Regions from separate parts of the Mus musculus genome. Here regions 2, 3 and 4 are each linked to region 1. Evidence: chromatin contacts called from public Hi-C and capture Hi-C data. All regions are on one chromosome and are shown on one strand. The core of a region is the stretch at or near the end of the contact, and the rest is flanking DNA. Distances in the headings are between cores, read along the strand shown.

The links. Hi-C and Micro-C count contacts between places; a contact is called where the count stands out from the background. Capture Hi-C pulls out chosen DNA fragments and counts their contacts.
Region 2: a contact with region 1 is called in a capture Hi-C map of bone marrow-derived macrophages, with 5 times the contacts expected there. The contact joins two enhancer-like sites. A contact is called at or near these places in 3 of 484 Hi-C or Micro-C datasets (the THB-7 cell line and bone marrow-derived macrophages), 1 of 115 datasets of contacts at active chromatin or transcription factors (bone marrow-derived macrophages) and 1 of 9 other capture datasets (bone marrow-derived macrophages).
Region 3: a Hi-C map of bone marrow-derived macrophages shows a contact between it and region 1, with 24 read pairs. The contact joins two enhancer-like sites. A contact is called at or near these places in 3 of 15 datasets of contacts at CTCF or cohesin (CD8 T cells, large pre-B cells and pro-B cells), 6 of 484 Hi-C or Micro-C datasets (the HL-1 cell line, Sertoli cells, the THB-7 cell line and 3 more) and 1 of 115 datasets of contacts at active chromatin or transcription factors (intestinal villus epithelium).
Region 4: a Hi-C map of bone marrow-derived macrophages shows a contact between it and region 1, with 5 times the contacts expected there. The contact joins two enhancer-like sites. A contact is called at or near these places in 2 of 484 Hi-C or Micro-C datasets (both in bone marrow-derived macrophages) and 1 of 9 other capture datasets (bone marrow-derived macrophages).

What each region holds. Positions count from the first base shown.
Region 1 is chr12:32,288,630-32,294,733 of GRCm38.p6, reverse strand. No RefSeq gene overlaps it. Among named protein-coding and RNA genes, the nearest start is that of Gm33308, 45 kb to the right of the region's middle. Within about 2 kb of position 2,638, at least 191 of the 459 cell types and tissues checked have an H3K27ac peak or open chromatin away from gene starts, as enhancers often do. A contact at or near this core is called in bone marrow-derived macrophages and intestinal villus epithelium, where this site is marked.
Region 2 is chr12:32,483,767-32,489,870 of GRCm38.p6, reverse strand. It overlaps the pseudogene Gm17820. Among named protein-coding and RNA genes, the nearest start is that of Gm40375, 89 kb to the right of the region's middle. Within about 2 kb of position 3,435, at least 39 of the 459 cell types and tissues checked have an H3K27ac peak or open chromatin away from gene starts, as enhancers often do. A contact at or near this core is called in bone marrow-derived macrophages, where this site is marked.
Region 3 is chr12:32,458,124-32,464,227 of GRCm38.p6, reverse strand. No RefSeq gene overlaps it. Among named protein-coding and RNA genes, the nearest start is that of Gm40375, 63 kb to the right of the region's middle. Within about 2 kb of position 3,802, at least 21 of the 459 cell types and tissues checked have an H3K27ac peak or open chromatin away from gene starts, as enhancers often do. A contact at or near this core is called in bone marrow-derived macrophages and intestinal villus epithelium, where this site is marked.
Region 4 is chr12:32,425,264-32,431,367 of GRCm38.p6, reverse strand. No RefSeq gene overlaps it. Among named protein-coding and RNA genes, the nearest start is that of Gm40375, 30 kb to the right of the region's middle. Within about 2 kb of position 3,352, at least 15 of the 459 cell types and tissues checked have an H3K27ac peak or open chromatin away from gene starts, as enhancers often do. A contact at or near this core is called in bone marrow-derived macrophages, where this site is marked.

The DNA of each region.
Region 1 (6,104 bases), core at 1,389-3,888:
GGATCCTACCAGCTGCTGCTTGTGAGACACGGAGAATACAAAATTACTTCCGATTCTGCCTTCAAATATCTTATATCCTAAATAACTTGATTTATAGTGTTTAATGGTCATTAAGATTAAGAGTTGTACAGGGAAGAAGACAAATAGTCCCTGCATTGTCTCCCAAATGCATTCGCAAGTGAGGATTTTGTGGTGTTGCTTCTATTAATGGGTTTTAGTTTGTCCTCTGTGGTCAGGAAAGATTCCTGGTGTAACTTCAGTCTTCCTACATTTTTGAGACTTATTCTGAGACCTGATCTGTGATCTGTCCTGGAAAATGGTCTGTGTACTTGGAGAACATGGGCACTCTATTCTCTTAGGGTGTAATGTCTGCTATGTGGCCATCATCAATTTGTCTACATTTATGTTCAAGTTCACTGTTTCTTACTGATTTTCTATCTATAGATTCTAGCCATTTTTGAAAACGAGGTATTGAAATTAGAAGTTAGAGACCATCCTGGCCTCCACAGAAAGTTCCAGACCAGCCTGTACTAGAGTATGAAACTGTCTCATAAACCATTCCAAAATTTCCACCCAAATTCTCAAGTAATCTTAGAAATACCTATACCATATACGCAGTACATATTTTATGCTTGTGCAGTTCACATTTACAGTATTGATCTATGCAGAATTCACCTGGTATGTTCTCTAAACATTTCCAAAATGATAAGCCAGTTCCCAGGCTGTTAGTTACTGAAAGGCCCTTTCTATCCCGTTGTGTTAACATGCTGATTTGCACATACTGAACTGTCAGAAATAGTTGTCTTGGTTAGGGTTTCTATTGCTGTGAAGAGACACCACGACCACAGCAACTCTTATAAAGGGAAGCATTTGATTGGCAATGCCTTATGTTCAGAGGTTTAGTCCAATTATCACCATGGAAGGAAACTTGGCAGCATGCAGACAGATGTGGTGCTGGAGAGGTAGCTGAGATCTGGAACAGCAGACAACAGGAACAGAGAGAGCCACTGGGCCTGGCTTGAGTATTTGAAATACCAATCACCCACTACTCACCCACTACCCACCTATCCCCACCCCTGAACCTCCCCAACCCCACTCCAACTTCCATAACACACTTCCTCCAACAAGGCCACGCCTCCTAGTGCCATTCCCTAAGCATCCAAATATGAGCCTATGGGCCCCTTCTTATTCAAAGCTCCACAATTTCATTATTGCTCTTCTCTATTTTCTCTGGATTCTGGTGAAGTTTGAGGGCAGAGGGTTCCAGACTTCCCTTGCTTACAGTATTTTCTTGAGCCTTTGAGTCCAGAAAGCTGAAAACTACGTTTTCCATATTCCACAGTAGATATATTATTTAGATGTTTTTTTTTTTCACATAGGGTCTCTGGTAGCCCAGGCTGGTCTCAAACTTCCCACATAGCCAAGTGTGATCTTGGATCCTCATCCATCCCCCTGCCTCCATCTCCCAGGTACTGGACCTAGATTTGGTTTTAAGTTAGACTTAGATGTAGCCAACCCGATGCATCAGTACAAGCCTTAGCTGGCAGGCACCTCTGGAACTGGCCCTCTCTGCCACTAGATGGGCAGAGGTCTCAGTGCCAGTCACTGCTATTTTGACTGTTATGAGTCCACAGGGCCTGGTTTTCCTGGTACACACTGCAGCAGGGGCAGACCTGTGGAGCACACAGCAATCCTGACAACTTCCTGCTCAGAGTGACGTCCTCACCAGGACATGGCCAACACAGCAGCTGCCCAGTGACACCATTTTGTACTGTGGTTTCAAGAGTCATTTCTGAAAGCTCCACCTAGTGTCTGGTCCTCGGCACACTGTCAACATTTCCACAAGCCGCTCAGCTTCCTAAGTCACGTGAATTCTGTCCCTCTAACTGGACTTAATAAATTAGCAGCCTGGCTTTGGCAGAGGAGACTCGCTTCCATTTGCTGGGCTCTGGATAGCAGGAGTTTTAAAAGGTTGCAGCTTTAGGTTTCTCTATTAACAAACAAACCCCTCAGAAGGGTGAGGCGTGAGAATCTTGGGTTTGGGGTCAGACTGGGCAGCCTAGTGAGACTCTGTTAAGAAGGAAGAGAGGAACAGAGAGAGAGTGAGGAGGAAAAGATGGAAGGGAGGCAGGGAGGGAGAGAGAGAGAAGGAGAGGAAGTTGCTTTCGTGGTTTTGCTTAGTCATTCCAAGGTTAATGTCCTCTTTTAGGCGAACCAAAAGAACTAATCCCTGTGTCGATATTCTATCCAGAAATACGTAGAAGATACTCGTGTATTTTGAAGTCACAACCCAAACATTATACCTTAGTAATGGAATCATCCCATTGGTCAGAACAGAGGCTGTTCTGTAAACAATTTTCTAAACATGATAGATTCGAGTCTTCATTTCTCCAGTTGTTTAAGCCTTTGCTACTCCAAGTGTGGCCTGTAGGGGTCAGCAGCACCGACTCAGACTGCCTCACCAAGATCTGTTTTTAATGGATCTCGCGCTGAGAGTAAGATTAGGCTTGGAAGTCAAAGAGCTACCCCAGGCCTTGAAGAGGGCACAGCAGCCTTGCCTGGCTCATCTCCTTCAGCCCACCCTTCTACAAAGCGGGACTTCAGGGAAGCAGGATTGTCTGGAGCGTCAAATTCCCGAGAGCGCCACCTTGTGGTAATTTTGAGGTATTTTAAAACGAGGCGCCTTAGATCACACTCCCTGCTCTTCAAGTTTATCAGCTTGAAAGTCTGGGGTTTTTTCCTGTAGCCGATTTCCCTCGCCCTTTCTTTCTCGGTCTCTTTTCTCTTTTCTTTATTACAGGAGCTTACCCATCGTCGCCCAGGGCTTGGTTTAAATGTCAGTACATTTTCCGTGGTTGTCATTTTGTGTTTTTACGAAGTCTGGATTTAAGTGACATATTCTGGAGACTACCACATTCGCCAAGGTTCTTTGAAGCAGGGCACCCAGAGAGGCCTGATTTGTTAACTCATTCATCATTTCTCTGGCTTCTGTGGGCACTTAGTGATTTAACCTTGTCTCCTTTTTCTTTCTTTCTTTGTTTTGTTTTTGTTTGTTCGTTTCTTCTAGCTATATAGAAGTTTTTGAGTTAGTAAAGAACTCATAGTCCACTGCAATGGACATCAAACTACTACCACTAAACAGCTGCTTTTTACTTCCTTCATTTTGCTTTCCACTTATCTGTTATTCACTGGGTGTTGTGCTGTCCTTGTGATCAAACGACAATTGCAGGAGCAGATTGGCTCCCTCCACCTTGTGGGTACTGGGGATCGAACTCAGGTCATCATGTCCTGAAGCAAATGCTTTGTCAAGGGAGCCACCTCACCAGCCCTGCTTCATTTTCATGTGGGGAATTTCCATCCGTTTTTTGTTTTTGGTTTTTTTTTGGGGGGGGGGGTTGCTGAAATTCAAATATTGCATCATCTCTAGCAGGTCTAGGTTACACCACACCCTAGCAATGTGAACCTGATAAACTGGTATTTCTGTGAGGGAATATTTCACCAGTCTATGGATTAATCACTCCTGACTCCTTACTCAGCGGTGTGCACTGTAGAATTTAGGAGACCCATGGTTACAGCGTTTTGTCCACTGTATTCAATCACCCTGTTCATTATTCTCCAGGTAACCAGTTTCCCTGTCATATTCAAAATCCATGTAAGATAGACAGAGCCATTCTGTGACCCAGCAATTTTAGTCCTGGGTGTATGCTTCAAGGGTAGTAAGGACTTCTATTCACACAGAGTCTTGTAGACGAATAGTTATAGCAAACATAATTCTCTTGTCTTATTCCTCTGGTTAAACCATTGTGTACTGTATGCAATAAGGATGGAAGGAGTGTGTATCCTTCACTCCACCCAGACTATAAGAAAAGTGCTCTGAGCTTTTCCTCATTTATTATAAGATTAACTATGGGTTGGTCATATACAACCTCTGTTGTGTTTAACTATGTTCTTTCTATTCCTAGCTTGTTCTGGGATTTTATCACAAAGTGATGTTGAGTGTTGCCAAGGGTCTGACTAGCATTGATAGAAATGACCATGTGATTCTGTTTTTACCTCAAGTCTATTTATATCTTGCATTATAAGTTTTGGGCTATGTATGTTGAACCATTCTGCATCTCAGGGTAAAAACAACTAAGTCACAGTGCATAATCTCCTTGGTGTGTTCTTGAATTCAGTTTTCAATAGCTCTGTGTGTGTGTGTGTGTGTGTGTGTGTGTACATGTGCACGAGAGAGCATGCACGCTCACACACACACACACACACACACACACACACACACACACACACACACACACGGTCTCTCTGTGTAGTCCAGAACTCACTCTGTAAAGTAGGCTGGCCTCAAGCTCACAGATATGCCTGTCTCTCTCTCCCAGCTGCTGTGATTAAAGGTTTGTGCCTCCAAGCCAGGTCAAGTTAGGAATAATTTAATTGAAAACTTTTGCATCAGTATTCATCAGGAAAAAAAAATTGAACACCCCCCCCCACCTGGGGCTGATGTGCAGGCAGAAGAGCCAACAGTCTGATAAGCCAGCCAGGCCTGCAACCACCCATGCTGGGTCCTTGCTGCCATTGAGGGCCACATCTGGGACAAAGGTCCTATTGCCACCAAGGTGTGTGTTGATGTTCATGGTCTAATTTACCATCAAAGGCCAGGCAGAGGTCTGTGGTTTGTGGTCTACTACCCGGAGCCATGTTGATCTCCTTGGGTCATGCTGTCCCCAGCGTGGGGGGGGGGGGGGGAAGCAGGGAAGGAGTACATACTGGTCTGAGTAGCCTGCACAGCCACCTAAGGTGATATGTCCACAGGCAGTTGGGGCAGCCTGCAAGGGTCTTGTTTGGGTCTGGGGTCCTACTGCAACAAGGACCTTGTTCATGGTCTATGACGTCACTGGAAACTGTGTAGAAGCCCATGATCTTTGTTCCCATTGACTGTGAAGAGCAAGGAAGCTACTTTTGCTGTTAGATGGATGACTGCATACCCACAGTGGAGAGGGAGGACATACAATCTTCTATGACAACCCCTACACCCACCCCAACCTCCACCCCACCCCCCAAACAGTAACAGCCTAGACAGGAAGGCACTGAAGAGAACTCTTAAAAAGTGTGATGGGATGCTGAAATGTAGCCCTCCATAATTGATGGCTTCTGGCCAGGGTGCAGGTGAGGAAAGGACTCAGTTCTATTTAAGGTGCACGCCACTAAGGATTTGACCGTGTTCCAGTGAGTATATAGATAACACAAAGTGGACTTGGTTTTTGTTGTATTTTTTTGTTTGTTTGTTTTGTTTTTTTTTTCTTTTTTACTTCTTTGGTGGGGGAGATAATAGAGGGCAGACATGGAAGGACTGGAAAGGTATTGTGATTGGGGTATATGATATGAAACTCCCAGAGAATTAATTAAAATGTTATGTGGTGTGTGATGGTTTGTATATGCTTGACCCAGGGAGTGGCACTATTTGGAGGTGTGGCCTTGTTGGAGTAGGTATGTCACTGTGGGCTTAGGCTTTAATACCCTCCTCCTAGCTGCCTGGAAGTCAGTCTTCTCATAGCAGTCATCAGATGAAGATATAGAACTCCCAGTTCTTCCCATCCCACCATCTGCCTAGACACTGCCATGCCCCACCTTGATGACAACGGACTGAACCTCTGAACCTGTAAGCCAGCCCCAATTAAATGTTGTTTTTATAAGAGATGCCTTGGACCATCCAGAGACTGTCCCACCTGGGGATCCATCCCATATACAACCACCAAACCCAGATACTATTGCATATGCCAGCAAGATTATGCTGACAGGACCCTTGTATAGCTACCTCTTGTGAGGCTATGCCAGTGCCTGGCAAATACAGAAGTGGATGCTCACAGCCATCTATTAGATGGAACACAGGACCCCTAATGAAGGAGCTAGAGAAAGTACCCAAGGAGCTAAAGGGGTCTGCAACCCTATAGGTGGATCAACAATATGAACTAACCAGTACCCCCAGAGCTCGTGTCTCTAGCTGCATATATAGCAGAAGATAGCCTAGTCAGCCAGCAATGGAAGGAGAGGCCCTTGGCTTGCAAAGATCATATGCCCCAGTACAGGAGAATGCCAGGGCCAGGAAG
Region 2 (6,104 bases), core at 2,186-4,685, 190 kb before region 1:
TGCATAACTAAGCATTACATCCTCCTATTTGAGAAAGGCTGTCACTGGGATCTTATGGGATTAGCTAGCTCCTTTCTTCTCACTGACAATAAAATTTTACTTTCAGGAATAATTTCTAACAGATTTGTGGCACATTTATGTAAAAACACACCATACTGATTATTCTCCAGTGTGTGGGATCTATTCAGCCCAGCTCTTCCTGCCCTGCTTCACAGGCTAACCTGCATGGAATGCCTCTCTTGGGCTTGCTTCTGTTGAGATGGGGTGTTCATTCTCCTTGCTCCCCTACAATACTATCACCAGCCTCCAGTAACCCTGTATCCTCCCCTGTCCCTTCATGCCTAGAGTTGGCAAAGGTTTCTCACTATTGCTAGCTCCTGGGGGCTTAGTTGTTTATTATTGGTTCCATTAATCCTGCCAGCATTTGTGCAAATAGCCTCTGCATTATAAAATTCTCCAGTTAAGTTCTAAATATACCATCTGCTTCAGCTGGACTTTGGCTGGCCACATATGCATGGGGATTCTCATTGCAGCATTGCTGTAAATAGAATAAGCTAAAAACACATTAAATATTCATTTGTGGAGGACTGGCTAAATACCATGAGCTTATAGTAAGTATATTATGTAGCAATTTCAAAAGTAATGACCCACTATACAGTTAAACATTTAGGAATGTAGATCTCAAGTGTTCTGACCATAATTTAAAAAAAAATTAAATGTCTATATGAGCTAAGATAGAATACTCAATGAGAGGATGCAGCCCACTATGCTTCACACACACACACACACACACACACACACACACACACACACACACACACGAAGATCTTAGTCTTGATGAGTTTGCATGTGTGGAGATATATTTACATATGCATACAATAAATGTCATACTTACAGCTAGAAACCTAACTGGTGGTTCCTTCTGGTGAAAAATAATAGAGGAGTAAGGTAGGACTCTGCTAAAGGATCTTTTAAATTATTGAACTTCTGCTATGTATGTATATGCATACACATGCATACATAGTATATATACACACAAATTGAGTGTGTATGTAGGTTAGTTGGGGATAGTACTTTTCACAGGACACATGTGGGAGGCACATGAGCAACATGGTAGCATTCCTTTGAAACTCCTGTGCTATAATTGAAATTCAATCACGTCTCTTTGTTATTCTTTGCCCTTCCATGTCTTCTTTACCCACACAGGTCAGTGCTTTGACCTTCAAGGCTTCTGTGGGCTTTCACTGGTTCTCCCAGGCCACTGCCAGTAGCTCCAAACAAGAAGTGGTTTAGGGATCTGCCAAAGGGCAGATGGGGAGGACACTGGGAATGTGGAAGTGAGGCAAAGGGGATGCTGGATCCTTGAGAATAGAGCAGTGGCCTTTCCTGTCTGAATCACTCAGTGGAAAGTCTGGTTTTCTAACTGATCTCTGCTGGCTGCTTGTGATTGGCCACACTTAATGTTTGCTTTCCTGTATTATGACCTTTTATCCTGAGCTGGATTTTAGTTTGCTTGTGTAAGAACTCAGAGTGCCAGAGCTGCCTTGCAATCTCCCAAGAAACTTTTTTTTTTTTTTTAACTATTTCAAGGTTGGATCCCTTAGTAAATTAAACTACTGTTCAGGTTTCTGTACGACTGTATGCTTTCAGATTCCAGCTTTAGAGAACACAGTGATGGCTCCTAGGATAGACCAGAAGGACCTGACTTTAGCGAATGACTGGAATTTTGTCCTAGGCTAAATCAACTCAAAGCATCTGGCCTTTGTCCAAAGCCTTTCCTCTTTCCCATCCCGTTCCTTCTACATTTAGTGACATGTGTTAATGGAGTGCCTGCTTTCTAGAAACCCAGGCAAGACTCTAGAAATTAGGAGAGTGAGCAACCCCTGTTCTGCAGAAAGGTTGGGCCCCATAGAGGGGGGCATAAAAGCATAAGAGTTATAGATAAAGGGAAGGTAAAGGTTTTATATTAGGGCACAGACAGGGGGTGACTGGTTGTAACTCTGCACTGCACTGTGTGACTAGAGAGGCTTTCTGAAGAATGATAGATGAGGTAATGGCAATGAGAGGTAGAGGGGGAGTCCTGGGCTTTCTTCTTCACTGTTTGAACTTGGGCATGATTTTAGTCTAAGAGATGACATAAATGTGTATTTAAAGCTGCAGGGGAAAAATATAACGTGCATCAGGACACTTAGGCTGACTTAAGACTCTTGATATGAGATTAAAATGGGATTAATTTATTGAAGGTCGGTAGTGTCACCATCCTCTAGAAACTAAAAGCTAGAAGGCTGGGTTGAGAAGGCTTATCATGCTCATCCTTTGGGAAAGAACAAAGATGGGTTAACCATGAGATGGTTGCCTCAGGCTACATTCAAAATGTGGATATTAGGTTTTCTTTATGGCGTGGAAGAGGCTTAGGTCTGACATCTAATCCCCAGGCTCTTAGACTAAAATCATGCCCAAGTTCAAACAGTGAAGAAGAAAGCTAAAAGCCAAAACCAAATGAGTGTTTAAGAAGAAAGAAGCCCCTTAGGTCCTCCCTAAGTTACTGACACCCCCTCCTTCACCACCCATACCAGAAAGAGTGGTTATTCCCCAAAGTAGAAACTGACTATGATCATCTTGGAACTTTAGAACTTTAGCTTTCCTAACATCAAAGATGCAATAAACCTTTGGACAAATAGAGCATGGTGCATATACAGTTGCAGTCAGACCTGTGTAGCCCAGCTGGAGTTTAGAAGTATTGAAAGATACAGTCTACCACAGAGAACTTCACAGTCTAAAACAACAACTGTGTGTTTTGAAAAGTGAATTGTGCAAGCTTCAAAAAAACCCAAAGAGTATCTCAGAAAACTCATCTTGTTCAAGTTGTTGCCACACGTGTTGCCTGAGTGATAAACTTATAACTGTGCCTGCCTGTGCTCCAACAACCACACTTCCTCCCACACAGCCAGCCAGTCATCCTCCCACTCTGCCGCAGTCTCCTCCTCCTACCCCTCCTCCTCCTTCCCCTCCTCCTCCTTCCCCCTTCCTCCATCTCCACCACTCTTAGCACCTTTGCTGCTCAGAAAATCTGGTACCACTAAAGCACTTCAAGTTGATCCATTAAAGAAAGATGGACCCATGCATATAACAGTTAAAGATCTGCTCACTGTGAAATTAAAAAAGACACAGAGTATTGACAAAAGAAAGATACTTGTACCATCACCACCAGAGGAATGGACTTCACTAACTGTCTCTGATCTGCATTGTATTACCCTGAAACCTAACTCCAGGATGTCAGCAACTCGAATTAAAAATGTCTTAATTACTCCTGGTAAAAGCCAAATCAATCTCCTGAAACTGCTGAGAAAAGTCCAGTTAGAAAGGGGCCTCTCTTAACAATAAAGAAAACATGGAAACAGGAACTGGACTCACTCCAACCATGACTCGGGCCTTAAGGAGGAAATTACAGCTGGCTCATCCTCAAAGCCCCACTCAATCTCTGCCACTTTCTACAAGCAGCTTTGGTGAACAAAACTGAGAACAACTCGAACTGACTTCCTGAAGTGAAACATACAATGATAGACCAACCTCCCAAATGTTAATGTACGAAAATATGTATATGAGTATAATTCTTGTTAAAGACTCAGAGTGAGTATGTCTGGAGCCTGCCTACATATACTGTGACATAAAGGCATTTAGATATTTTCTGGCGTTCACGATGGTAAGGGGACCAGATGAGAAAATACAGCCTGCAAACTAATGTTTATTCCTAGAATTACCCAATTTAGGTTAGAGTGGCTGTTCAAATTTAATTCCATAGGGGATGGCAATATGGTTCAAAAAATAAAGACACTTGCCATCAAGCCTAGTGACTCAAGTTCAATGCCCAGGACCCAAACGCAGGGAAGAAAAGAACTATGTATATGCCCCTCCAACACACAAAATTAATAAATATGTTAGGAAATACTAACAGTATAAATCATTTGTTATATAAAGGAAGTTGTTGTAGTAAATATCCAACACAAATAAGCCCGGGCAATGAAAACACAACTCAATTAATATGAATGCATGCTATATAGTGCCTAGATTGGGCAGATCTACCATTACACTACCATCTTCCCCATAGAAGAGATCCCTTAGAACTTGCAGCTTCTCCAGGCCAGGTGCTTCTATTCCACTTTCCTTCTTCCTCCTCTGTCATTCTCACTTTCTCTCCTTCTCTTCCAAAACCTTCAGCTCCACCTTCCCCTCTTTCTCTGCCCAGCTCTAGCATTTATTTATAAATTAAGGTGGGAGCAGATTTACAGGAAATCATCTGAGTGCTGACTCATTCCTTCTTGGAAACCCCTCATGGGAAAACAGAATTAACATCAATTACAATTAGCCCCAGGACTATCCACAACAGGAAGTTATGACACTACGAACATAGTCTGAGTCTTTCTTCTTTTCTTCTTTCTTTCTCCTTTCTTCTTCTTTTTCTTCCTCCTTCTCTTCTTCCTCTTCCTCCTCCTCCTCCTTTTCCCACTGCTTCATCTCTTTGGGACTGAACCCAGGGCCTCACACATGCTAAGTGCATATACCCTGAACTCTACCTTCAGCCTTTAGTCCTTACTATTTTATCTTCTGTCCATGTTCCAGCAGACAAATACAATCTTCATGATTTCAGCATGGACCCTCTATTTTTCAGAATGCATGGCCAAGGATCCTCTGTGGCCTGTGGCAGCTTTATCATGAATCCTGGTTCCCGCTTTGCTCCTTACCACCCTAATATTTGAGTGTTACAGATAGAACTCAAGGCCATGAATGTGCTAAACTAGTAGAAATATCTCCTTAATATTGAATGAGGTACACTTACATTTAAAAACTATATTTAATTCTTTGCAGGGAGTTCAAGAACATAGTGTTTCCCTCAAATATTCATGGCCCTGGGTTCAAGCACCAGTACTAACACACAAACATACAGTTACACATACTCATTCATGTGATGGTTAATATCAGTTATATACTTCATATTATCTATAATTACCTGGAAGATGGCTTTCCATCTTGATTGGGTTAATTGAGATGGGATAATCTACCCTTAGGGATAGAGCACCCTAAGCTGTGGGTTCGATGTGACCAGCTGCTTTAAGCTCCTGCTCTCTTGATCCCTTCCCTTCAAAAATGGATGTGTGGTAGAACTATAAGCCAAAGGAACCCTCCCTTTTCTCAGCTATTTCATCACAGTGACAACAAAACTAATCGATCATTCATCATATCTATGTATATACATGTCTTATTCTCTGAAATTCACATTTAACTGAGAACCTTATATTTTACCTAGATACCTCATTTGTCTATTCCTGAAAAATTGCAATTTATTTCTGGGATCCCATGGTTTACTACATGTCTTTGTGACACTGAACACTATGTAGCTTCAGCCAGGATCCCATCACATATGCTCTAAGGGGAGTAGAAGGGTCATTTCCATTAAAGTGAGTGTCACTCAAGGTGCAGAAGTAACTATCTTTCTTTTTCAGTTCAGAGGAGTATCAGTACTTTGAACATGCTGGGCAAGTGCTTCTTGCAAGTGCACCAAGCCATACTCCCAACTCCAGGATCATCTCTGATGCTGTTATTGTACAATGGTAGGAAAGAAACCCTAGCATAGAGTTGTATTTCCAGAAATCCCATTATTTCTACTGAATGATATTACTTTGAGATGCAAATCATGGTGTTAGAAAGTCATCAGACTCGAAAGTAGCCCTGGGAACAGTGTTTAGCACCTAAGAGGCAGGTCTGTTTATGAGATCCATATGTATGTTTATAATATAGATATATAGAAGAGGTACATCTAAGAACCAGCTAGAAGGTTCTTTCTTTGTTTGTGGTTTGAGACAGGTTTTCATGTAGCCTAGTCTGTCCAGGAACTATTTAGCCATGGACGACCTTGAACTTCACATCTTCATTCCTCCACTTATTGCATGGTAAGATTAAGGTAAGCACCACCAAATCCAGCAGAGCTCTTTTGAAAACATGCTAGCTAGTTTGATATTATGTAGAAATAAGGGATATGATCACTGAAAATAAAGTAAGGGTTTGTAATAGAATGTCATTTGTGGGCAGTTGTAATGTTTACAATA
Region 3 (6,104 bases), core at 2,553-5,052, 170 kb before region 1:
CAGGGTGATATCCTCCAGATCCATCCATTTGCCTAAGAATTTCATGAATTCATTGTTTTTAATTGCTGAGTAGTACTCCATTGTGTAAATGTACCACACTCTCTGTATTCATTCCTCTGTTGAGGGGCATCTGGGTTCTTTCCAGCTTCTGGCTATTATAAATAAGGCTGCTATGAACATAGTGGAGCATGTGTTCTTATTACCAGTTGGGAAGTCTTCTGGGTATATGCCCAGGAGAGGTATTGCTGGATCTTCCGGTAGTATTATGTCCAATTTTCTGAGGAACCTCCAGACTGACTTCCAGAGTGGTTGTACAAGCTTGCAATCCCACCAGCAATGGAGGAGTGTTCCTCTTTCTCCACATCCTCGCCAGCATCTGCTGTCGCCTGAATTTTTGATCTTAGCCATTCTGACTGGTGTGAGGTGGAATCTCAGGGTTGTTTTGATTTCCATTTCCCTGATGATTAAGGATGTTGAACATTTTTTCAGGTGCTTCTCAGCCATTTGGTATTACTCAGTTCAGAATTCTTTGTTTAGCTCTGAACCCCATTTTTAATGGGGTTATTTGAATTTCTGGAGTCCAGCTTCTTAAGTTCTTTGTATATATTAGATCCAAGAAAGAGAACTTCAGACCAATTCCCTTATGAATATCAATGCAGAAATAGTCAATAAAATCCTCGCAAACTGAATCCAAGAACACATCAAAACGATCATCCATCATGACCAAGTAGGGTTCATCCCAGGGATGCCGGGATGGTTTAATATATGGAAATCCATCAATGTAATCCACTGTATAAACAAACTCAAAGACAAAATCCACATGATCATCTCATTAGATGCTGAGAAAGCATTTGACAAAATCCAACATCCGTTCATCATAAAAGTCTTGGAAAGATCAGGAATTCAAGGCCCATACCTAAACATAATAAAAGCAATCTACAGCAAACCAGTAGCCAACATCAAACTAAATGGAGAGAAACTCGAAGCAATCCCACTAAAATCAGGGACTAGGCAAGGCTGCCCACTTTCTCCCTACCTATTCAATATAGTACTTGAAGTTCTAGCCAGAGCAATTTCACAACAAAAGGACGTCAAGGGGATACAAATTGGAAAGGAAGAATTCAAAATATCACTATTTTCAGATGATATGTTAGTATATATAAGTGACCCCAAAAATTCCACCACAGAACTCCTAAACCTGATAAACAGCTTCAGTGCAGTAGCTGGATATAAAATTAACTCAAACAAATCAATGGCCTTTCTCTACACAAAGGATAAACGGACTGAGAAAGAAATTAAGGAAACAACACCCTTCACAATAGTCACAAATAATATAAAATACCTTGGTGTGACTCTAACTAAGGAAGTGAAAGATCTGTATGATAAGAACTTCAAGTCTCTGAAGAAAGAAATTAAAGAAGATCTCAGAAGATGGAAAGATCTCCTATGCTCATGGATTGGCAGGATTAATGTAGTCAAAATGGCTATCCTGCCGAAAGCAATCTACAGATTCAATGCAATCCCCATCAAAATTCCAACTCAAGTTGTGACTAAGATAGAAAGGGCAATTTGCAAATTCATCTGGAAAAAATAAAAAACCTAGGATAGCAAAAACTATTCTCAACAATAAAAGCACCTCTGATGGAATCACCATGCCTGACATTAAGCTGTACTACAGAGCAATTGTCTTCCCTTCTATCTCCTGTTGGGTTTGACCTGAGGCTCAACTCAGCATTGAACTCTAAAAGGGTCATGGGACCAGAAATGGAGTGGTAACTTGCCTTCAGTAGACTTTTTTCCTTGTTGCTTCTCTCTTCTCTCCCCCTTAGCTCTGTCCTGATAGCAATTCTAGGTTTCAGGGCACCACTGTCTTATAAGGAACACCTAAAACCCAACAGAAAATTCATGACAGATGGAACCCAGTGAGTGTGAGGGGCTCTCCTTATGTTTTTCTGCTGTTCTCAAGCTACTCTGCCTTGGGGATGTGAGATGAACATAGAAAAGTGAAACAAAGCCTGACCAACAGTCTGAAGAAAAGCCTAGTTGTCATCCAAGCAGGAATGGGCCCCTTTCCATGTAGAGCTCTTGGGAGAAATGCGCCTGTAATTCCAGCTACTCAAGGAAAATGAAATAGGAATAATGCAAATTCAATTGTTTCAAATTAAACTCAAATGGGCAAGAAATGTAGGAATGTGAGCTCTGTAGTAAAGGCCTGCTAGCACTCTGGGACCCTAGACTCATTATCCAATACTGGGAAAAACTCCTAAGGAATTACAAAATGTTCTCAGAACTGATCAGTTTAATAGAGTCACAGAATATAATCCCTAACACTATTTAAAAAAAAAAACAGGCTAATTACTATCAATGAACAGTTGGAATATGAATAATTTTAAGTATAATTTTTTAAACACCAAACCTAAACAATTTTGATGGTATGACTACGACATGCCTAACACATACCTTATTAGATATTTGGCCCCAGAAGGTTGTACTTTATTAAGACATTCTAGTAGGACTTAGTTGGAGGAAGTATGTTACAGGGAACATTCCTCATGTCTCTCTGCTTCTTGCCAGCTGTAAGATGAATATCCACCTCTGTCACAGGTTCTCATAAATATGATGTTTTGCCCAGGCATGATGTCAAACATCCATGGATATAACCCTTCAAAATGGTGAGTCAAAATGGATCTTTTATTGTTCTGTCAGATATCTTTGTCACAACTGTGAAAAACTAAGACACATAAATCTAACAGGATAGGTTTAGGCTCTGAATGTTTCAACTACAGAACATGGATAAGGAAAACCAAACTAAACAAGAAGAGAAAGAGAGAGAGAGAGAGAGAGAGAGAGAGAGAGACAGAGAGACAGAGAGACAGAGAGACAGAGACAGAGAGAGAGAGAGAGAGAGAGAGGGAGAGAGAGAGAGAGAGAGAGAGAGAGACAGAGAGAGAGGTTCCACATACACATTCATGGGTAGAAGAATCAAAACTGTTAAAATACCATCTTTCCTCAAACTGATCTACAGACGAATTCCAACCAAATTGTTAAACTAATTGTATAGATATCAACAATATTCTAAATTGAAGTATAAAAAAGTAGAATAACCAAAGATTTAAGAAAGTAAAGTTGAAGACATTGGACAACCCACGTTTAACACGATTTGTAAATCTACAATCGTCAAGCATGTGCTGTGAAATGAGACACAGCCAGAATCGCTACACAATTAGCCAGCCAGTTTCAGACAGATGCACAAAGCAAATTCAATGCATTTTAAAAATAGTTTCAGCAATATTACTTGAACAGCAAACTATTTGAGGGCAAGGTTGATAATTAAGTAAACTTTGACCTGAATTTATAGATGATATAAAAATTAACTCAAGTGAGTCATAGGTGTAAATGTACTATATAACACTAATAAAAATGCTTAGAGAAAAGGGTAGGGAGAAGCCTTCAGAAAGTGGGTACAGAGCAGAAAAGGCATGTTCTCCGAGTAAGAGGGCAGGGAAGGCTGTGAGAAAAGTGAAGCTTCTGCTCTATAAAAGGCGCTCTTAAAGAGTGTGAACGGGCAGGCTGAACACCAGGAGAAAATACTTGGAGAAAGTTAAATATCTGACCAAAGGTTTACATTCAGAATAAGAAAAGAACTCTCTAAAATCAACAGCAAAATTACTAAAGAAGTTGGATGGGAATCAAACAGACACGTCACCAAATAATTGTTTCAGATGACAGGTTCTTACACAATAGTTGCCTACTTGCATTAGTCATTAGGGAATGACAGGGATGGCTGTTTAACAAAACAAAACTAAACTAAACTAAACAAAAAACCCAAGTGTTGACAAAGTCTTGAAGGACTGGGGTCCTTGTGGGCTGCTGGTAAACCTGCAACAGTCTGGGGAATATTTTGGCTTGTCCTCAAAACATTAAGTATAAAGTTTCCTTACCACCTAACAAGTCCATTCCTGTTATGCCTCCAAAGAAATGAAAGCACACACACACATACACACACACACACACTCTACAAACACACATATACACACAGAAACATACTTGTTCATCATTATTAAAAGATGGTGTTCTCAAAATGCGAGACCAACCCAATGTGTATTAGTTGTGGGTAGATAAAAATATAGTATAAGCATAAACAAAATATTGTCCGGCAGTGAAAAGGAACAAGTATAAAACCTAAAACATGAATATTGAAGTTGTGACATGAAATGAAATTCCAGTCCAAGGGGCTAGATTTTACTATCCATATACTCTATTCATATGAAGCTCTATAGAGACAGCAAAGATGATGGTGTCTGGGGCTTGGGAGAGACACAAATGAGAGATGACCACTTAACTGTTACAGAATTTTCTTTGGGGGTGATGAAATTCACTGAGACCAGATACAAGTTACTTTTTGCACAAAAATCTGTCAAATGTCACTGAATAATGGCAAAGTTTGTGCTATATAAAATATACCTCATATTTTTTAAAGTTCTGGAATTGAGGGTCAATCACTTTAACTGCAGTCTCATTAATACCTTCAGTTGGCTTTCTCTTTGATTTTCTCTACCAGCTCTGACAATGCCCAAATGGAGACTGGTTTTGCAGGGAAGAATCCATGGTTATTGTGCATTGCTCATCCCGGAGAGGCTCAACAATGAGGAACTTCAGCAGTTCCCCAAACCTCATCTAAGTGACAACCACATGCTCCTGACTTTATTTTTAGCACATAGGATTTGCTTTATTGCAAAAACTAAATCAACTGTCTGGCACAGAATAGGTGCTCAACGTGTTGCTAGTGAATAGACAGATAGTCACTCTCCATTCTACCAAATTAGTATCTACATCCTTTCATGTCTGTCTTCCTGCTGTTTAATACCCTTCTCCCATAGCTTCATTTTCCTTAACTTCTTACAGCCTTCAATAGCAACAAACTCCTCACCACGGCATTGGCCCCCTTCACAGTGACCACTGGACTTCTAGTTTTACTGATCCTTGAGCCCTTCCTCCTACCCTGTCTTGGCAAGCCCACGCTCATTCTTCAGTACCTGTATCCATGCCCCCAAAGCCGTCCCAAAAATCTCCAGTGAATTCACCTTTAGATCTGACAACATCTGGGAAGTTATTGGGAACACTTGAAAAAGGAAGATTCAGCAGGCATGCCAAACAGAAGTAGGAAGAGGAAATTACAGGTAACACTGTGGCATTATTTACTTTTCCCTCATGAGTGGACAGCAGGATGTTACACGGACTATACACTAGACTAAATGAAGAAAATGTGTAAAGCCACTGCCTTTTATGAAGGCCACCATCAAAGATATGGGCAAAAATAATGAATCATGGGACTATTGCTCTTCTCAATATTACTTTTATTTTTATTTTCCTTTGGAAATTAGTCCCCCTCCCCAAACCCACATTATTTAATATGCTTTTGATGGTTATTTAAAAACAATTTAAATGTTTTCATTTTAAGGTTTTAAATTTCTGAACCTTAAATGCAACAAATCTCTGCAGACAGGGTGCACAGAAACGCTCTTTGTAGCCCTCAGTAATTACAGAAGGAGCTCCTGGCCCTAGCTATGAGTTGCTGTTGATTAGAGAAGAGTGCCTGTGAGGAAGCTCCTCCATCATGTGTCCACAGTGTAGCTGCCTCTGAGGTATCCAGAGAGAGAGAACAAAGAGGAAGTATTGTCTAGATGCCATGGCTGGAGAAGGCCAAGCTTCTTGCTCTTCTAGATCCTTGGGATCAACTTGTTGTTTTGTAAGAGCTGAGAAGATTAGGAGGTTTCTTAAACCCAAACTTCCTTTTCATGTACAAATCCTCTTCAGGTTACTTTAATCTGGCTAATTATGTGCTTTAAATATCTTCCAGGGTTCTTACTGTCTAGTTGCTGTGTTCAATGACACACACACAGAGTATTTGCCCTGAAGTGATGGTTTTGACAGGTGAGATACTTCTTGGTTTCCTTAAATAACAAAGTATGCCAATAAGTATACATCTGACTATAAATTTTCATGCAGCATAGGTATTCAGAAAGGATTCCCAACAAAGAGAAACTACTCATGAAGTAGTGGCAAAGGTGGTTAGTCATTGGTTAATACAACAAACATCTTTT
Region 4 (6,104 bases), core at 2,103-4,602, 140 kb before region 1:
GTGCCATGTTGATGACTGTGGTCTGTACTGACATCAGAGAGCATGCTGATGTCCAGGATATATGCTGACACCAGAGATTATGAGGATGTCTGTGGTCCCTGTAGTCTCCAGAACCATGTATAGGTCCATGATTCATGTTTCTACTAACTGTAATGGGCAAGGAAACTACATTTGTCATCATATTGACGGCTACAGATTCACAGTTGAGAAAGAGGAACACAGAAGGCTCTTGTGGCAACCCCTACATCTACCCCACTGCACCTCCCCAAAACATAACAGCCTAGACAGAAAGTCACCAAAGAAAACTCTTGAAAATTGTGATAAAGATGCTGAAGTGTAACTCTCCACAATCAAGTGGCTTCTGGTAGGGATCTGGGTGGGGAAGGATTCAGTAGTTTCCAAGAGGCTGGTTATTGTGGGACCGTAAAATGGGATATAGATCTAAACAGAGAATTCTAAAAAGAGGAAACTCAAGTGGGTCAAAACCACTTAGAAATGTTCAACATCCTTAGTCATCAAGGAAATGCAAATCAAAACTACTTTGAAATTTCATCATACACTAATCAGAATGTAAGATCAATAAGATCAATAAAACAAGCGACAGCTCATACTAGCAAGCATAAGGAGCCAGGGGAATGTTCATCCTTTGCTGGAGGGAGTGCAAGCTTATGCAACCACTATCACAATCAGTATGGCAGGTTCCCATATCCCAAGAGCCAGCTCTACCAACATACTCCTCAAATGGCCCTAAATTTTAGCCATCTTTCCCATATTCCCTCCCTTAACCCCTCTCTTCTCCCTTCCCCCACTTGTTCCTCCTGTTCTAGCTCCTTCTCCATCTATCCATAACTATCTGTTCTATTTCCCTGTCCTAATAAGATCTGTCTGTAGCTTCTAGACTCATATTCTACATCTTCCAAGTAAACAAGGACTTCTATACCAACATGATCAAAACTCATAAACTCACATAGACTGAGGCAACATGCACAAACCTTGTGTGGCTCTGCACCAGATATTCTGATTATAAATATTATTATTTCCAGTATAGTGTTTTTATGAGATCCCTGAGTGTGAGCCCAAATGGGTCTTGGATCATTGTATCTTCTCTGTCTTGTCCAACTCTGTTGTGTTAGTTTTTGTTTTATTTTACTGTTTTATCTTTATTCCTTAGAATTACTATTCTTCTTTAGAATTATTATTCTTTAGAAACATTCTTTTCCTTTGGAATCATTACTGCTTAGAAGCCTGTCTGTTTTCTAATGAGCAACAGAAAGGGAGTGGAGGAGAAGGGAGGTAGAGAGGAACAGGAAGGAGTAGAGGAAGGGTAAACCATAATCAGGACATATTATGTGAGGAAAAAGCTATTTTCAATAAAAGGAAAATTATTTTTAAAAAAGAGTTTAAAAGTTTCACTAATGCATGTAAACATGTATGAAATAGTACAAGACTAAAATGTGCTTTTAATAAGAAAATATAAGAAACAATGTTCTTTCATTGAATAAACTAATGATGTCGGTCTAATTTAAAGTCTTATTTAAGTTTTGTTTCAAAATATAAATTTAAGGAAATATATCAAAATAAGAATAAAAAAGCAATCAGTAAAGTAATGGATAAAATATGAAAGAAGTCGTAATCATGAATTTGTTTTCGTGAGGAAACAAAATTATGAGGCAAGGTCTCACTATGTATCCCTGGCCATTCTGGAACTCATTATGTAGACTATGCTGGTACTGAAGTTACAGAGATCCCCATGCCTCTGCATTCTGACTACTGGTATTAAAAGTATTTGCCACGTGCATCAATGAAAGAAAAATATTAAAGAATTTTGTATCAATTCTGTTTGCTATAAGATTTTTGTCCTGAATTATAATAACTACAAAATTATATATATTTGACCAAATAAAAGTCTTACAACATGTGGTAACCAGATCACCCATCCTTGTATCCAGAGAAAAGGCCAAAAGCTGGCTAAAGAACCAGAGGTTATCTTTGAGGTATTCAGCTACAGACTTGTAGGTGAAGAGGAATTAGACATCAGGAAGCTAGCTGCCTTGCTGGCAACCCCCTCCAGCTAACCAGAAGGAAGAAGACACCTTAGGCAAGGGTCCCATCAGCCCTTGTCACAGTCACAGTGAGCCAAATCAGCACGACGTCTGCAATCAGAAGAGAACTGGGGAAGATGGAATGTTCAAACCATGCAGAGACAGAGGTATAGAAAGAATCTGTGTCTACTCCCAAACAGAGCAGAACTGACCTCATTCAGCTTCCTTCAGTACAGCTTAGATTCCCTCTGAGGAGCCTTGGGTTATATTAGTCCAATATGGAAGAAAAGATCGAGTTTTATTCAGTGTGAGAACCACATACTACTGACTACCGTCTTATATGTTCTATCGAAGACGGGATATGACACAAAAGAGTGTCAAGAAAAGAAGAAACAACAGTTTTACCAGCCTCTGCCTGTGAAGTCAGTTGAAAGATTTGAAAGCATCCATTTATGTGTGTTCATTCCCTTTTACAACAGGATCTGTTAGATGAGCAGCCGCTGGCAATATGACCGATACCAGGATGTCAGTGTTGTAGAACTAAAAGCTCATCACCTGCTAAGACGCAGCACAAATGTTACAGCACCTGGCTTAGCTCCTAGGTGTTCCCATCTGACTGTAAAAGTCAGTCCCTCAACCTAGTCAGTCATTCTGCTGCCGATGTCATGGGCCTTCTAATCCATGACTGTTCAGAACGAATGGACCAGGTATATTCAAGGAAAAAAAAAAAAAAAAAGAAAAGTACTTTCCTACTGAATTCCTGACAAGTGCTTAAAAGCATGGATTTTCAGGAGGAACTGTCAGTCAGTGGTCAGTGTCAGACTGCCTAAGTATTAGTCTCTGAATACTAGTACAGGTCTCCCATCTGAATTTCAACTCCAAATACTGACATAATATTCGTGACGTTGCACTGGAATTATTAGTAGGATTACTAACTGGTGTCCAGATTCCAGACATGTCTTCAGTGTCCTATGGTCATGGTATAGTCTGGAAAGAGATCCTTTCAATGCCACCAACAAAGAAATCAATTATGGAAAGCATATCTTAATCCTTAGAGTAAGCTATGACAGCAGTATCCCTTTCTCCTTATTCTTTTCAGTTGACCTGTTGACACAGCAGTGCTTTGGGCTGGATTCCTCAGGACATTATGTCTATATTTTCTGGGCTATAGAACTTAGTGATTTGATTCATGGCTTATGTCATAATTACATGTGCCTTTAAAATAAAACACTTAGGAAGGGAGTCAGAGGCATGGCATTAGGCTACCCTAGTGAACCTAAAACCCAGCTTGCTTCCTCATTGAGGGAGGAGCTCTGGCAGTTTCAGGAAAATGACTCACTTTCAAACCCTCCAGGAAGAAACAGTGGAATATCTGAAGACAAGTGTGTAGGTAAAATAGATGCCTTCAGGGGCAAAACCCTTTGTTAACACACCTTCAAAATGCCCTTTCCTGCTTCTCAGTTGAAACTTTTTAGAGAAATTTGAGAATATTCTCAAGTGCTCTTGACCACAATTTTTCTTATATTCTTGATGTGTGTGTGTGTGTGTGTGTGTGTGTGTGTGTGTATGTATGTATGTGTGTCTGTCTGTGTGTCTCTGTGTGTGTGATGTGTGTCTGTGCGTGTGTGTGTGTGTGTGTGTGTGTGTGTGTGTGTGTGTGTGTGTGTAATATGTGTGTGCGCATGCCCATGTACCAAGGCTAGAATTTGACACTGGAGGTCTTGACTGCTTTCCACCTTTTTTTTTTTTTAAGACAGAGGCTCTCATTGAACCTGGACCTCACCAATTAACTATGTTAGCTCTCAAGTAAGCCACCAGGATCCTCCTGTCTCTGTGACCCTGTGTTAGGATTAGGGGCATGTACCACCAAGCTTGACATTTACATGAGAGTTGGGGGTTCAGACTCAGCTTTACCTACTGAGCTATCTCGCCAGTTCCCCAACAATCTTCTAACTTTCAAACATGCATTCTATGACCTTGAGCTAAGCCCAAAAATGTGCCTTCCACCTTTTTTCTTGAGCTTAATGTGAGAATGCTCAGAACTTTCCCTCCATCATACTACCATATTAACAGAGCTCAGACCCTCTCTTCTTCTTCATCCTCCCACACCACCATGCCAATAAGCACCAGTGTAAAAGTACTTTACAACTGAGGATGACACAAGACACAACTCCTGTTTAAGAAGTTCTCAGAGAAGCTCAAAGACAACAAGAAGAAAAGAAACAGAGGTTTCTGTTACAACAGTTAGAGGAAATATCCAACAAAGCTGACTGCCTAGACTTTAAGACCTAGAAGGTCTTAAACCTTCACTTAAACCTCACCCTAAAAGCCTATTACCAGATTTAGCATATAGCACACCCAAAATAATACAAAGCACACCAAAAGGCCAGAAAAATAACAGTCTATCTAGACAGAAGCAAACTTCAGAACCACAATCCTATATTTTATCCAGTAAAAGGGTCCAAATCTGCTATTAGCTGAGAAAGTCGTTGACCCAGGAAACAGGGAGATGAGACAAGAAAGACTTAGTGTCCCAGGAACACAGTTGTTTGCTTGCAAGTCAGCTTCTCAAACCTAAAAGACTGAGAAGCTATAGTATAGCATAGTAATAACGAAGGAGAAAGAGACTTGTCAAGGGGAGTGACATTAAGATCTTTCTTCAAGGAACCTGGGTGCTAACCTCTTAGTCCTCCTTTCACAGTTTGGTATTTCTTATCATCTTTAACCTTAAAGTAAGAAGGAACTAGGCAAGTCCAGTTCTGAAACAAAACACATTTGGGTGATCAGTATGCCCATTTGCAGATCTCAGGGAGATCTGAACAAAAGATTAAGCAGCAAGTGGCAGACGACATAGAAAATGCCAATCCATTTGACATCTGCAGTCCCAAGGGTTAGCAGCAAAACTGGCTTCCAAGTCCCTAAAAATTACCCCAAGCAACTGCTTATCATCACCCACACAATGGAGGTGTTTTTTTTACAGCAAAGCTAGTGGGAAGCTAATGATGTACTGTGTAGTTATGTTATCCTGGCTAGGTTTATGTCAACTTGACACAAACTAGAGTCATCTAAGAGGAGGAAACCTCAATGGAGAAAATACTTCCAGAAGACTGAGTTGCAGGGAAGCCTTTGGGGGCATTTTAATGAGTGATGAACAGGAGAGGCCAGCTCATTGTGCATGGTGCCATCCCTGGACTGGTGGTCTTGGGTCCTATAAAAAAAAAAAAAAAAAAAAAACAGGTTGAGTAAGCCATGAGGAACAAACTAGAATTGCAAGCACCTCCCCTTTGTATCATCTCCTGCCTCCAAGTTCCTTCCCTGCTTGAGTTCCTGTCCTGACTTCCTTCAATGATGTACTGTAGTCGAGGCATAAGCCAAATAAACCCTTTCCTCCCCCAAGTTGCTTTTGGCCACAGTGTTTCATCACAGCAATGGTGACACTAAGACATGTGTGACCTCCAAAGCTAGTGATTTTTTAAGTTAACAAAGAAAGTGATGCTAGGCTTATTACCTTTTCCCTCATTAATTATTTGGCACAAAGTACTAGGTAATTAGTTTTGCTGAAGCCCTGGGTTCAAATCTGAGTACCATATATACTGGGCTCCTGTAATCCCAAGGCTCAGGACAGGAAAGTAGAAGACTATGAAGTTCAAGATCTTCAGCTACATAGCAAATTGAGGACCAGCCTGGGCTACATCAAATACTATCTCAGATATTTGTAAAATGACACAGAACTTGAAATGATCATACCTAATAGTTTGAATGAGTATGGCCCCCATAGGTCATGCTTGTTTCCTAGTTGGTAGAACTGTTAGGGAAGGATTAGAAGATGTGGCCTTGTCAGAGGAAATGTGTCACTGAGGGCTGTTTGAGGATTCAAAAACTCATGCCATTCCCACTGTGCCCTCTCCTCAGACTACCTTCAGATCAAGATCTAAGCTCTCAGCTATTCCTGCTGCCTTGCCTTTGTTCAGACATTATGAACTCTAACCCTCTAAAGTCATAAGCCCATACTGGTTCAAGACTAATGGTATAAATGCTACTTTTCAATTCCTGCTAATTTTT